Linked DNA regions of Mus musculus: region 2 is linked to region 1. Evidence: chromatin contacts called from public Hi-C data. All regions are on one chromosome and are shown on one strand. The core of a region is the stretch at or near the end of the contact, and the rest is flanking DNA. Distances in the headings are between cores, read along the strand shown.

What was found. Hi-C and Micro-C count contacts between places; a contact is called where the count stands out from the background.
Region 2: a Hi-C map of Th2 cells shows a contact between it and region 1, with 2.0 times the contacts expected there. The contact joins two enhancer-like sites. A contact is called at or near these places in 1 of 39 promoter capture datasets (macrophages), 6 of 484 Hi-C or Micro-C datasets (Th2 cells, granulosa cells, muscle stem cells and 1 more), 3 of 115 datasets of contacts at active chromatin or transcription factors (CD8 T cells, bone marrow-derived macrophages and embryonic stem cells) and 3 of 9 other capture datasets (adipose tissue, liver and pancreatic islet).

What each region holds. Positions count from the first base shown.
Region 1 is chr6:15,643,284-15,649,663 of GRCm38.p6, reverse strand. No RefSeq gene overlaps it. Among named protein-coding and RNA genes, the nearest start is that of Gm36352, 6.7 kb to the right of the region's middle. Within about 2 kb of position 4,738, at least 4 of the 459 cell types and tissues checked have an H3K27ac peak or open chromatin away from gene starts, as enhancers often do. A contact at or near this core is called in Th2 cells, where this site is marked.
Region 2 is chr6:15,713,985-15,719,806 of GRCm38.p6, reverse strand. No RefSeq gene overlaps it. Among named protein-coding and RNA genes, the nearest start is that of Mdfic, 3.8 kb to the left of the region's middle. Within about 2 kb of position 4,421, at least 30 of the 459 cell types and tissues checked have an H3K27ac peak or open chromatin away from gene starts, as enhancers often do. A contact at or near this core is called in Th2 cells, where this site is marked.

The DNA of each region.
Region 1 (6,380 bases), core at 3,489-5,988:
TCCTGCCAGTACTTAGTTCTCTCCCAATGCAGAAACACACCTTCACACAGTGTGAAGAAGAAAGGATGTTAGAAAAGGAAATGGAACCATATCTAATAACATCAACATTTTTAACATGTATGGGCAAGTGGCCTACAAAGGGGAGTGGCTGCATTTGCTAGGGTGTCAGCCAGATGAGTTGCCCACCTGTCTTAACAGCCAGCATCTAATGGTTTCCATACAGAGAATCAGGTCTGGAAATGATATTTTAACTGTGTTAGAGATAGAAGAAGGAATCCAGGTTACAAGACAAATACCCTAAGTGTGGGAAGCCACAGGTGCCGTTGCAGGGTGGTGCTGGCTACCACTGGCCACCACGGCATACATAGGCAGTAAAGTTTTTTTTGCCAAGATGAGGTTTTGAGAATTAACCAATCAGATGAGAGACAAGTTAACCAATCAGATGAGAGAGAGAAGTTAACCAATCAGATGAGAGAGAAGTTAACCAATCAGATGTAGGCATGCAAATGAGGTGGTAAGCATAACCCAAGCACAACCAATCTGTTGTGAGATACACCTCTCCTAGGTCTATATAAGCAGCACCAGTTCTGGGCTTGGGGTCTCTTTGCCTCTGCAATCAAGCTCTCCCAATAAACGTGTGCAGAAGGATCCTGTTGCAGCGTCGTTCTTGCTGGTGAGTCGGGCGTGCGCAAGACCTAAGTAAGCCTAAATTCAGGAACCACTCTGTAACTACAACATTTCCCTTCTTCTGAAAGGAATTTCAGAGCAGTCTAGAATGAGAGTCAGTGGCCTTGGCAGCAAAAGTCTCCAATTAAAGGGAAGAACTCTAATTGTACTAGTCAGAGTTCTCTAGAGGAATAGACCCAATAAAATGAATCTATGTATCTATTTACAGGCTATGGTTTGGCTAGTCCCAAAGGGTGTCTCCTGGTGGGAAGCAAAAGAATTGGGTAGTTGTTCAGTCCAAGAGGCTGAACATCTCAGATGATCTCCAGTGCGCATTGGAATCCCAAAGAAGTCAGTTATAATACTAGTGAAAAAACTCCTCAGAAACTGTATAGATGAACTTGTCAGCAAGTGTGAGTGTACACAGAGTGTACACCCAGATTTAGAATAGGTCTTCTCACCTCAAATGATCCAATCAAGAAAACCCTTCACAGGTGTGCCCAACTACTTGGGTTTCAGTTGATTCCAGTAGTAGACTAATTAATAACCAAGATCAGCCACTATACTATGCAACATGCAGTGTAAGACATGAAGAGAGAAATAGAAAGCGAAGATCAAGAGTGGCTTTTGTGAGTGTAAACTCAGTGACATTCACTCAGAATTTTTTTCTTTTTTTTTAACATATGTCTATACTGAACAATGAGATTGTTTAATTGTCTGTGTCCTGATGCCTAGTATTCATTCTTTGTTGTTAGTAGTTTACTATTTATTGGTTCAGAATTTCATTAAATTAAGTTTAACAATGGCATGTGCTAAATCTGAGGACTCAAATTAGCATCAGTGAGCACAGACTAATATCACAGATAGCTAGAACAGCAGACACTCAATGTTGCTTATCTGTTTTTATGTGAATATAAGTAAAGTTTTTCTTTTGAGACTGAGTTTTATTAAACAACCCTGTCTGGTACGGGGATCCCATTCCCTCTGCCTTAACCTCCTGACTGTTCCAACTGCAGGTGCACAGGCCTATGTCTCACATAAAGAAAACCCTTAGCCACCTGACAGATTGAAGAATTTTGTGTTTATTACTTGACATTGATAAAATCTCAGTGAGAAACATGTTTATTATATTTAGTGACTAGAATAGAAAGACTAATCCATTGGTAAAGATATAGCTACTGAGATGGTAGATGCCTCAAGTAGGGAAAATTATCTATTGAAGTAGGCAGAGTTGACACCACATTCCTGCACATGATGTTTGACACTCACGGTGAAATGATTATGTGTCCATGAGTAAATCCATGCCGACAACCAGCCTTTCACTGATGAAGTGGAGAGTGTTATTTTACAGTGTGTTTCAAACTTAGATTAGGCTTTCAGACAGTTTATATTACTAAAATCCAGGGATATCTCTGAATGAGATTCAATAAAGAGATTGCTAGTCAAGTATATTTAACAGGTTTGCTCTTTTAAAAAGACAGATATACAAAAATACAGTATAATGAGATACAGCCTATCTAGATGAAGTCTGATTCATTATTTAAGAAAATGTTTTTGTCCTTGTTCAGACACAGCAAAGAGTAATGATGGGAAGGCTTTACATGTCAATGAAACAATAAGACATGTGGGGATTGTAATACAGTATTGCCTAATAGTTAACTCTTTATGCTCTTGGTACTGCATAAACTGCATTTTGACTTTATGAGTCACCTGTACATCATGACCACATAAACAATAGGGAAAAAAAAGCAAACAAGATTCAGCCTTTCTAGACAGACATCTATCAGTGAAGTTTCTCACGGTATCAGAAAAGAGCTGAGTTGGACCATCTGAAATTTTGCATACAAGGATAGATTCAGAAGCAGGACCAAGGACCTGAGGGTGTAGAGTTCGGATAACAGTATTGAAGCCAGGGGGAGTCAGCGAAGATGGTGACTGTCCTGTGCACCACTGGGACACAATCTTTCTGCAGTACTGTCTTCCAAGCCTTTTGGCTCACAATTTAAAGAACAAAGGCTTGATGTCAGGATAAACTCAAAGAAGCATTCTCTTCAAAGTTTTAAAAAGTGAAACATATTGTTCAGTATTTTTCTTATACTGTTTTTTTACATGAGTAAAAATAATATGTACTGTCAAACCACTGGAAAATGAAGAGTTAAGTGTAGGCTAAGAAGTCATAAGAATGTCTAAATAGCATTTTATTTTCTATTTGTGTTTTAAAATATATTCTCTCTCTGTCTCTGTCTCTGTCTCTGTCTCTGTCTCTGTCTCTGTCTCTCTGTCTCTCTCTCTCTCTCTCTCTCTCTCTCTCTCTCTCTCTGTGTGTGTGTGTGTGTGTGTGTGTGTGTGTGTGTGCCAGAGGCCAATGCCTCATGTCTTTATTATTTTCCTCATTTTGTGAAGCCAGTTATTTCACTGAACCTGAAGCTTCCTGTTGCAGCTATGTTAGCTGCCCATTGCACCCCTGATTCCTCCTGTTTCTACTGCCCTAGCCATGGGGTTATAGATACCTGTCATCACACCTGGCTTTTACATGGGAACTAGGGATGATCCACACTTAAGCACTTTAACACTGAGCAATGAACCTCTCTTAACCCCCAAACTTTCTCCCCCTTGCTTGCTTCCTCACTTCCTTCCTTCCTTCCTTCCTTCCTTCCTTCCTTCCTTCCTTCCTTCCTTCCTTCCTTCCTTTATTCCTTCCTTCTTTTCTTCTTTGACCATCTTGGACATAGAATAAATTCCAGAAAACTGTTTGCTAGGCAAATGCTCTGACACTGAGCTACAACCCTAGTTCTATTTATTTATTTACTTAATTACTTACTTATTTATTTTTACTTTGAGACAGGGTTTCACTATGGTACCTATATTGGCCCTTGAATCAAGAAACAGCAAAGGCCAGGTGCAACCTATCCTATCCTTTCTAGTAGCTAATATTATAGATATGCACCCCCATGCCAAACTCTTCATTTAATTTACACTTACTCAACTTCCCAACCCCCATACTAATGTTACAAACTGGAGAATACTATGTGTAACAGGCAGAGGATGCTATCTAGAAACACAACAGTGACACGATGCATATATATGGTGTAAAGCAATTAGATTGGCTCTTCCGTGATACGGGCTGAATAGTTCCTCGGTGGTCATATGCTAGCTAGAGTGGCAGAGAGCTAGCTTCCCAGGCACTAAGCTGGCTGCCTAAACTCTTCCAGTCTGGCCTGAAGCCTAGAGTGATTCCTGGAGAGTTTTTCACAGTCATAGAAGTTGGAGTCTGATACAATTGAGGATAGCATTGATAACATCTATGGAGATGCACTCACCAGCAAGAAACAAAGGCAGGCAGGCAAGATTGTTTTTCCTTAGACCTCATTATGTGTAGGCCACCAACTGTAGTGGTCTCTCTCACTCTGAAGGAAGGCCTTCTCCCATCATATAATCTTAAGAAATACCCTCCCAGACCCTCCCAGAGACTTAGATAAGTGACACCTGCTCTCTATAACCAGAGACTCACATGAGGTGACACCTGCTCTCTATAACCACACTGCCTCTTACCTGGGGCTTTTCTAAGCTTGGATTCTATGCCCGACAGTGGACATCAAATGTTAGTGCAGTTTTAAAAGTGACAATTTTCCCCAGCTAGCTCTCAAATAAATGAACAGAGACTACATGATTTATTTAATCAAGCTTTATGGCACAATATCTGAAGAGTTATTAATCTATTGTATTCCTCTGAGCTAATCTGGCTACCTTGCTGACAAAATCTCCAAGATACTTGCATTTTAGTATTAACTTGGCTCTCTGGGCTCCAGGTTTGTTCTCATGGTGTCTCTAATGTTCTATTCCCTCCTCCCACCTCTCTCTCACTCGCCCCCCCCCCACCTTTCTCCCTCTCTCTCCCTCTCTCTCCCTCTCTCTCTATCTAGTCCTCTACTGGTTGGGATCTGAAATTCTTTCTGCCCCACTTTAGTTTCCAAATAAAAGACAGAGAAACATGGTGTCAACACTATGTTGGACAGCTTCTAATCTAACTTACATCCCAGTCATGGGCCCCATGTTAGTCACCAAGTGAGTCTTGCTGTGCTCGCTTGGATCCATGTGTGTCTTCAGGGTGGTTTTCTGTAGGCTACTTGCTCATGGCCCACCCTCACATCAACCTCCTCCTTCCCTACCTTTGCCTCTCCCTCATGGTCCCTACCTGAGACTTCTCTCACTGCATCTCAAGTCTCTACTTCTTCTCTCTCCTGGCCAGTCACAGGCTATAGCCTTTTGTTATCCAATTAGTGACTGTTGAGCAGCCTTTGTACAGCACATTGGTCAATACAATGCCCATGTCCACACAGCAACCTGATCTTGGGGCAGAGTTCTCAGCATTTGAATACATAGTGCATAACACCAACCCTAACAGCTCTCATCTCTGAACAAAAGTAGAGACTTCTCTGTTCCTAGTAACAGTCAAACTGAGACAGTTTCTATTCAAGTGTATTTTCAAGATAATTACTTAGTAAGAACAGGAAAGCTGATCTGGCATGAACTAGTTTTAGGTGCACATTCAACAAGGTAAAACTGTACCTTCAAGTGAACATTTAGAGAGAATGCTTTATTTACCTTCCATATCTATACATATGACCAAAATTATTTATGTTATGAAAAGGCACAGATGGATTAGAGAAAATTAATATCTGACCTAAGCTATCAATCAAAATGCAGATCCATCACAGCTATGCTCCTTGGCAGCATTCTCTTGAACCCCATGAAGGGAAGTCCTAAACTCTAATTCAGACCTCGAGTACTCTCATTCATGTTAGCTTGCTTCCAGTCTTGACTGTGTGTCCATTTATAACCTTTAATTTTCCTCCACATTGAATAAAGTCATTTTGCCTTCTACAAACCCATGTGAGCCGTGATTTCAGTTCTTTGGACAAGAGGCCAACAATATGAAAACACCTGACCCTCATCCTGACCACGAGGAATAATCACATTGAACACTATTTGGTTTAATACTCTGCTTGTACTGTATAGATAAGTGTATATTTTGTTTGTCTGTCTGTCTGTTTGTTTGTTTAAACTTCTGTGTCAAAAGTGAAGTCCATTGCAGCCAAGGAGGGAACTTGTAAGGTCAGGAGTTGCCCTCAACATGTAATGTTCTTTGTTTTGTGGCTCATTTTGATTTCATGCTTATAATACTCTGTGGGTATTGTATTTCCATGGGACCGCAAGCTGATGCTCACACTAAAAGCAAGTGTGTGTGTGTTATATCCACCACCAAGTAAATAGCAGACAGCCCTATGAGACCCATGTCTCTTACTAAAACTATAACCTGCTTTAAAGCATAAAGAAGACAATGTCATCCTAAACAACAAGAATGACCAAGGAACCTTATCTATTTCTCATTAAACTGTCTTCCTACTCTAGCAACCAGAGTTCCTCTGTGTGTGCATGTGTGTATGTGTGTGCACATGCATGTGCACATACATGTACAGGCATGTATGTGTGGTTCTGGGGTTTGACCAAAAGGCCTGTGTATACTAAGGAAGCACTTTACCATTGAGATCTACTCTTAGTCTAGAGCTACTTTTCTTTTCTGTCCTTCCATATTTCAGATGAAGGTTGTAAATATTAGTACAATGCGTGTATATGAACAAGCCAAATAAGAGCATCTTGAACCTTCCATGTTGGCTCTGGGAGGGAACTTAGTGGACGTACCTGTGCCCACC
Region 2 (5,822 bases), core at 3,172-5,671, 70 kb before region 1:
ATCATTACTAATAATACATCAGGAATGTTTATCTTCAAAAAGTGACCATTCAAGTTCTTTTCAACTGACGGAAAAGGTCTATTTCTTACCTCTAAAGAAACAAGAACTTGATTTCAACTACTCCGAGAAATCAATCTTCAAAGGTTCTGAAGGCAGGTATTTGGATTCCATAGAAAATGGCATTTTTCTCGGTGACCTATAGCTAATAGATATGGCCCCGTTTTTAAATAAAATTTGTAGATTCATAGATGACATTGTAAAAAGTGCCTTAAGTCTCTTAAGAACGTGTCAAGAGTCTGGACTACATAGAACCTACTGTTGTGATCATAAAAAGAGAAAGAGCTATAAAGATATGTTCTAGCTGGTGGGGTGTGGGGAAGGGGGTGTCTTGGTGGGGCCCATGTCAAGCCATCCCTTCTTCCTGAGGGACCAGTCACAGGACTGTATAGTATAGAATAGAGTTTATTCAGGGCAGGGGGAGGGGAGTTAAGAGAATAGTAGAGGCAGAGAAAGGCAGAGAGAAGGAGAGAGTAGAGAAGTAGAGACCACATGGAGAGAGAGGGGAAAGGAATGGGGGTGGGGGAGCAAGGGAGCAATGAGCAAGAGAGGCAAGAGCACAAGAGAGGGAGGAGGAGACAATCAGCCCCTTTTATAGTGGGTCAGGCCTACCTGGCTAATGCCAGGTAACTGTGGGGGTGGAGTCCAGACAGAATACCAACACCTACCTCTTGGGACCAGGTCAGTTGTGGGGAAGGCTTGTCAGCATTAAAGAACACACAGGAAACTTGTGCTCTACAAAGCACAGCCTTTGCTTACAAGAGTCAGTGAGAAAGTTCTGCAAAGTTCTTCTTTGTCCCCTTACTGTTTATCTCCTTGTTCAGTTTGTTCATTCTGTCACAAGCACATGGTACCCTTGTGGAGGTCAGAGGATGGCCTCCAGTCCTTACCTTTCACCTTGTTTGAACAGGGTGCCCTTATTGTCCCTAGCTACACACACCAGGATAGCATGCAGACTTCTGAATTTACAGCTATTTACATGTCTCTAACACCCATCTCCCTGTAGGAACACCAGAATTATAAGGCTACACTTCTATCTCTCCCAACACACCTTCTCAGGCTTGCACACAAGCCATTCTCCCACAGAGCCATCTCCCCCAATAAATGTTTTTTCATCGAATTGCACACCATATTTCACTTTTACACATGACATAAGATACCTAACTTTTCTGATAAGATGAGCATAAAACATCCTCTTTCACTATGGTATGAATGTTGGACAGCCAGCCAGTTTCCCAAATGGGTGGAGTTCTGCAGGAGTGAGGGGTGGAGAGTGAGGTCAGGGAACTGGGATAAAGGAGAGAGACCTTCTCTGAGAATCTTAGTGTTACAGATCATTTGGGCAAAGGCCTTCTCTGAGTATCTTCAATGAAACAGCTCTTTTGCCAATCTTAGCTTGGGTGAATACCTCTATTGGGGTGGACCAAGGGTATATATGAACTTTGGAGAGTGGTAAGGCACTTTCCTGGTAAGTGAAAATCATTGGCTAAAGTTTTAAAGTTCTGTGAATAGCTCATTTCCATGGAGAGACATTCCAGGAATCCCCAGGTACTTGCTCGGTGGATTCTTATTGGGAAAAGAGCAAGAGGAAAAGAGGAAACTGAACTTGTAGGTCTGCCAAGGACTACTGGACGTTCCTTCCCCTAGGTAGAAGTTGTGGGGAATCAGGCTTCCCAGACAAGGTCAGAGAATTGGGAGTCCTCCATTTTGTGCTGAGCTCAGAGAAGCTATCTGGTCATAGTAGATAGACTTCAGCCTTAAACAGCAGGGTTTCTCCATATTCCACTGTTCCTTGGATTAAGTATAAGCGTCTTGCTCTAGCAAGGGAAGGAATAAAATTCAAGTAAAAATATTAGGAACCAACCAGGACACTGTGTTGTAGAGTCACCAAGTTGGTCAAAAGCTGCATCTTGCTCCCTGTTGACTTGGAGTACGTGAGTCAAATGCTCTGCGCTGCGGTTGCCTCACAAAGGGAAGACGAGTGAGCTTCTCTATGAGGACTTAATAAGGTTATATCCCGATAGCATTTGGAAAAGTGCCACGTGTGTGAGAAATGCTCCAAATCATTGACTATTGCTCTCCCGAAAGCGTAGGGTTATGAGTACCAGAGAGTAGGATGAGGGAGAGCATGGAGAGGGAGTGGCTAGTGGCTATAGAAGTGTATCTAGATGGGAGGAGTAACTTTAAAACCTGTAAATCTCACTACAGCAAATAGGGCCGACAACAGTCTCTTATAGGTGGGAAAGAGCAGATACAGAGGTTTTTCCAAAGGAAAGGAATGAAAATGCACAGATACTATGCATTAAATAAAAACTAACACTTTCAATATTAATTTACCTCTCTGGAGCAGCAGAAGCATTTTACCTATTAAAAAGCATGAGCCAAGTCAAGTCAGATTAGATTAGATTAGATTAGATTAGATTAGATTAGATTAGATATTAGATTAGATTAAACACAGGTTTATTGGGAAGCTCTTTTCAGGAGAGTTCACTGGACACAAGGACTGAGGCTAGGAGAGTCACTATGGGAAGGAAGGGGGGAGCGGAGAGAATGAAAAGAAGGGCGGGGAGCCCAAAATGTGTGGATTATATAGGAAAGAGCCTCTGGGGAAAGGATAGCCCAGCCCTAAGGCTGGGAAGTTCACAGTTAGGGGTAGGGTACACCAGGTAGGGACTGAGGAGAACCTGTAGGCCAGGTCTGCTTTAGTAGGAAAAATATTCATCTCAGTCCTTTGCCCAAGAGTCTCAAACCAAACAGCTATCATCAGGCCCACATCAAAGCAATGGGTAATGACTCAGTCGGTGAGTTCAATCATCAGAACACATGTTAAAAGGACATTCATGAGGGCATGTGCTTGTAATCCCAGCAGACCCTTGCTGCATACTGGACAGACAACACAGCCTAATTACAGGAGATCCTGATCAATGAGAAACCCTATCTCAAAATCGGGGTGTGTGTGTTGGGGCAGAGGATAGTGGTTGGGGCCTCTGGTCTGTTTTTTGTACACATACACACTCAAAGTAATGAAGTCATGTACTTTAAGCAAGTTATAGAAAAAACTTCTTACACTAGCCTAGCTGCCGTTCAAGCTCAGCTTTGTAAACTCTCTCCTTAGATCTCATGCCATGAATCTTGTCTTACTTAAGGTTTTACTACTGTGAACCGATGCCATGACCAAGGCAAATCTTATAAAGGTACTAATTAAAGATAAAAACTGCTCTTGGTCTCCTGTTCCTCTCTTGCTCTCTCCCTGCTTTTCTTCCCCCTCAACCGGAGGTCATGGCCGACCTCTACTTCTCTACTCTCTCCCTCTCTCTGCTTTCTCTGTCTCTACTACCCTCTTAACTCTCCTCCCATGCCCTGAATAAACTCTATCCTATCCTATCCTATCCTATCCTATCCTATCCTATCCTATCCTATCCTATAAATAAATAAATAAATAAATAAATAAATAAATATAAAATTGTGAATGGGACCACATGTGGGGATGTTTGACATAGAGGTAGCCAGAAGAGATATCTTTGAGAATTCTCTGTGGGAATAATCCACAAAGTCTCAGAGAAAGAGAAGGATACTTTGAATATGGTTTGATATATGAGTTTGACTGTAGAAGTACCCATTTTACTTATTGTCTAAAAGAGCCATAGACATAGATGTATATCTTTCTGTTGTCTCTTTTGCTCATAGCACCAAAATCTCAAACAAGAAGGACTTTATAGGTTTAGTTTAAAACAAAGAGGCCAGAGCCAGAAACTTCTATTTAGAGTTTATTTATGAGTCTCAATAATAGTAGATGGATAGACATGGGTATCGATTGTCCTTATAAAGGACAATATTTATTTGGGGCTGGCTTACAGGTTCAAAGGTTCAGTCCATTATCATCAAGGTGGGTACATGGCAGCATCCAGGCAGACATGATGCAGAAGGAGTTGAGAGCTTCTCATCTTCATCTGAAGGCTGCTAGTAGAATACTACAGGCTTCCAGGCAGCTAGGATAAGTGTAGCAACCACCAGCCTCAGCCTTGAGTAGGCTGGCTTTGACCTTGCTGCCACTGAGTGTGAGACCACCTGGGGTGGAGCCTTCCTCCTTAGATGGCTCTATTGTTCTGTCACCTGCTGAGAGGCCCTTGAGATATTCCAGAGACAGCATCCAACAGATCACCTACAGGCTGGCCACAGTCACCAAGAATGGACTGGTGGGGGATGGGCCTCCCCTCTTTATAAGCACAGACTCTTAGTAAACTTTGGCGGCTTTGAACAGAAACATGTCTTGGCCTCCATTATTTCTCTGGTCATTCTCTCCCATACAGCTCCTGCCTCCCACTAGGAACCCAAGTTAGTGTGGCCTCAGGAAGCTACAAGTGGTGCCCAAACAGGGACCTGGGTACCTGTGGATCAACAGAGAGAACACTGTCTTGGTAGTAGAGCTCTACAAGAAAGATAAAGAAGAAGATGTATCTGGCACAGTGAGCAACACTTTGTATTCATGCTAGTGTTGGCTTTAAACTTCATCTTTTCAAAATTGTTGCAGTAAGTGCAAAGGGATACAGGCTAGACTGAGTCATGTTGGCCCAGTGCTGATATCAGCTAGGGGTTGACAGTGGAAAATGAAAGTGAAAAAGAAAACAGGCATTTGTCCGCAGTCAAGAACTGCATCAGGCAAGAGGAATAGGGTTTAAAATAATAAAATAAAACTAGTAAAATTAAAAAAAAAAAACAGAGAAAAGAGAAAGAAAGAGAGAGAGAGAGGAAAGAGAGAGAGAGGAGAGGAGAGAGGAGAGAGAGAGAGAGAGAGAGAGAGAGAGAGAGAGAGAGAGAGAGAGAGAGAGAGAGAGAGAGAGAAGGAAAATGGATTTCAGAACTCTCCCAGGGACACAGGGAAATCCGGAGACGTCTGGCCTTCTCTCTGGCCCCTACAGGAGACACTCTTAGATTTGGTTACGTCAAGTTCTTTACCTTCTCTGTGTTGTTTGTGTTTAGTGCACCAATATATGTCCATGTGTCAATTCATGTCTGTCTTTGTTTCGTTGTATGAATGACTGTTGTTTTATGTTTCATGTTGAAAAAGAAAAATGGCTAAAACTTTATCTGCTGGCTTTCCATCTCTTGATTTAGTCAGTTTACACAGCAGAGGCTGATTTAGTTTGCCCTGCACTGTAGCCAGGAGCAGCCTCACCAAAAGTTGTATATATATATACAACTATATATATACAACTATATATATATATATATATATATATATATATATATATATATATATATATATATATTCTAACATTGCATTAAAAAACTTAAATTATAGTTAAAATTGCCAATTGCCAATGTTCCATTGACTGCAGCTTGCAGTTTGATTGCAAATTTAAAATCTTTAATTCACCTATATATTGTAATTAGAATAATTACAAGAGTAATCATCTTGTGAGAGCGCTAATACAGCTCTCTGTGGCCTTGCAGCCATACAAAGCTCAGAGCAGCAGCAGGTGACAGAACAATAGAGCCATCTAAGTTGGAAGGCTCCACCCCAGGTGGTCTCATACTCAGTGGCAGCAAGGTCAAAGCCAGCCTACTCAAGGCTGGGGGAGGCTACAGATAAAAGTCTTAAATCAGAGACACACCTACTCCAACAGGTCCACACCCTTTAATGGTGCCACTTGTTAGGCCAAGCATATATAAACCTGGTGTCTGAACAGGAGTTGGATGTGTGCTCCTAAGATGTCCCTAGGATCCCATCTCCTTCTTCTTGCTGCATTGGCTCATTCTGACTA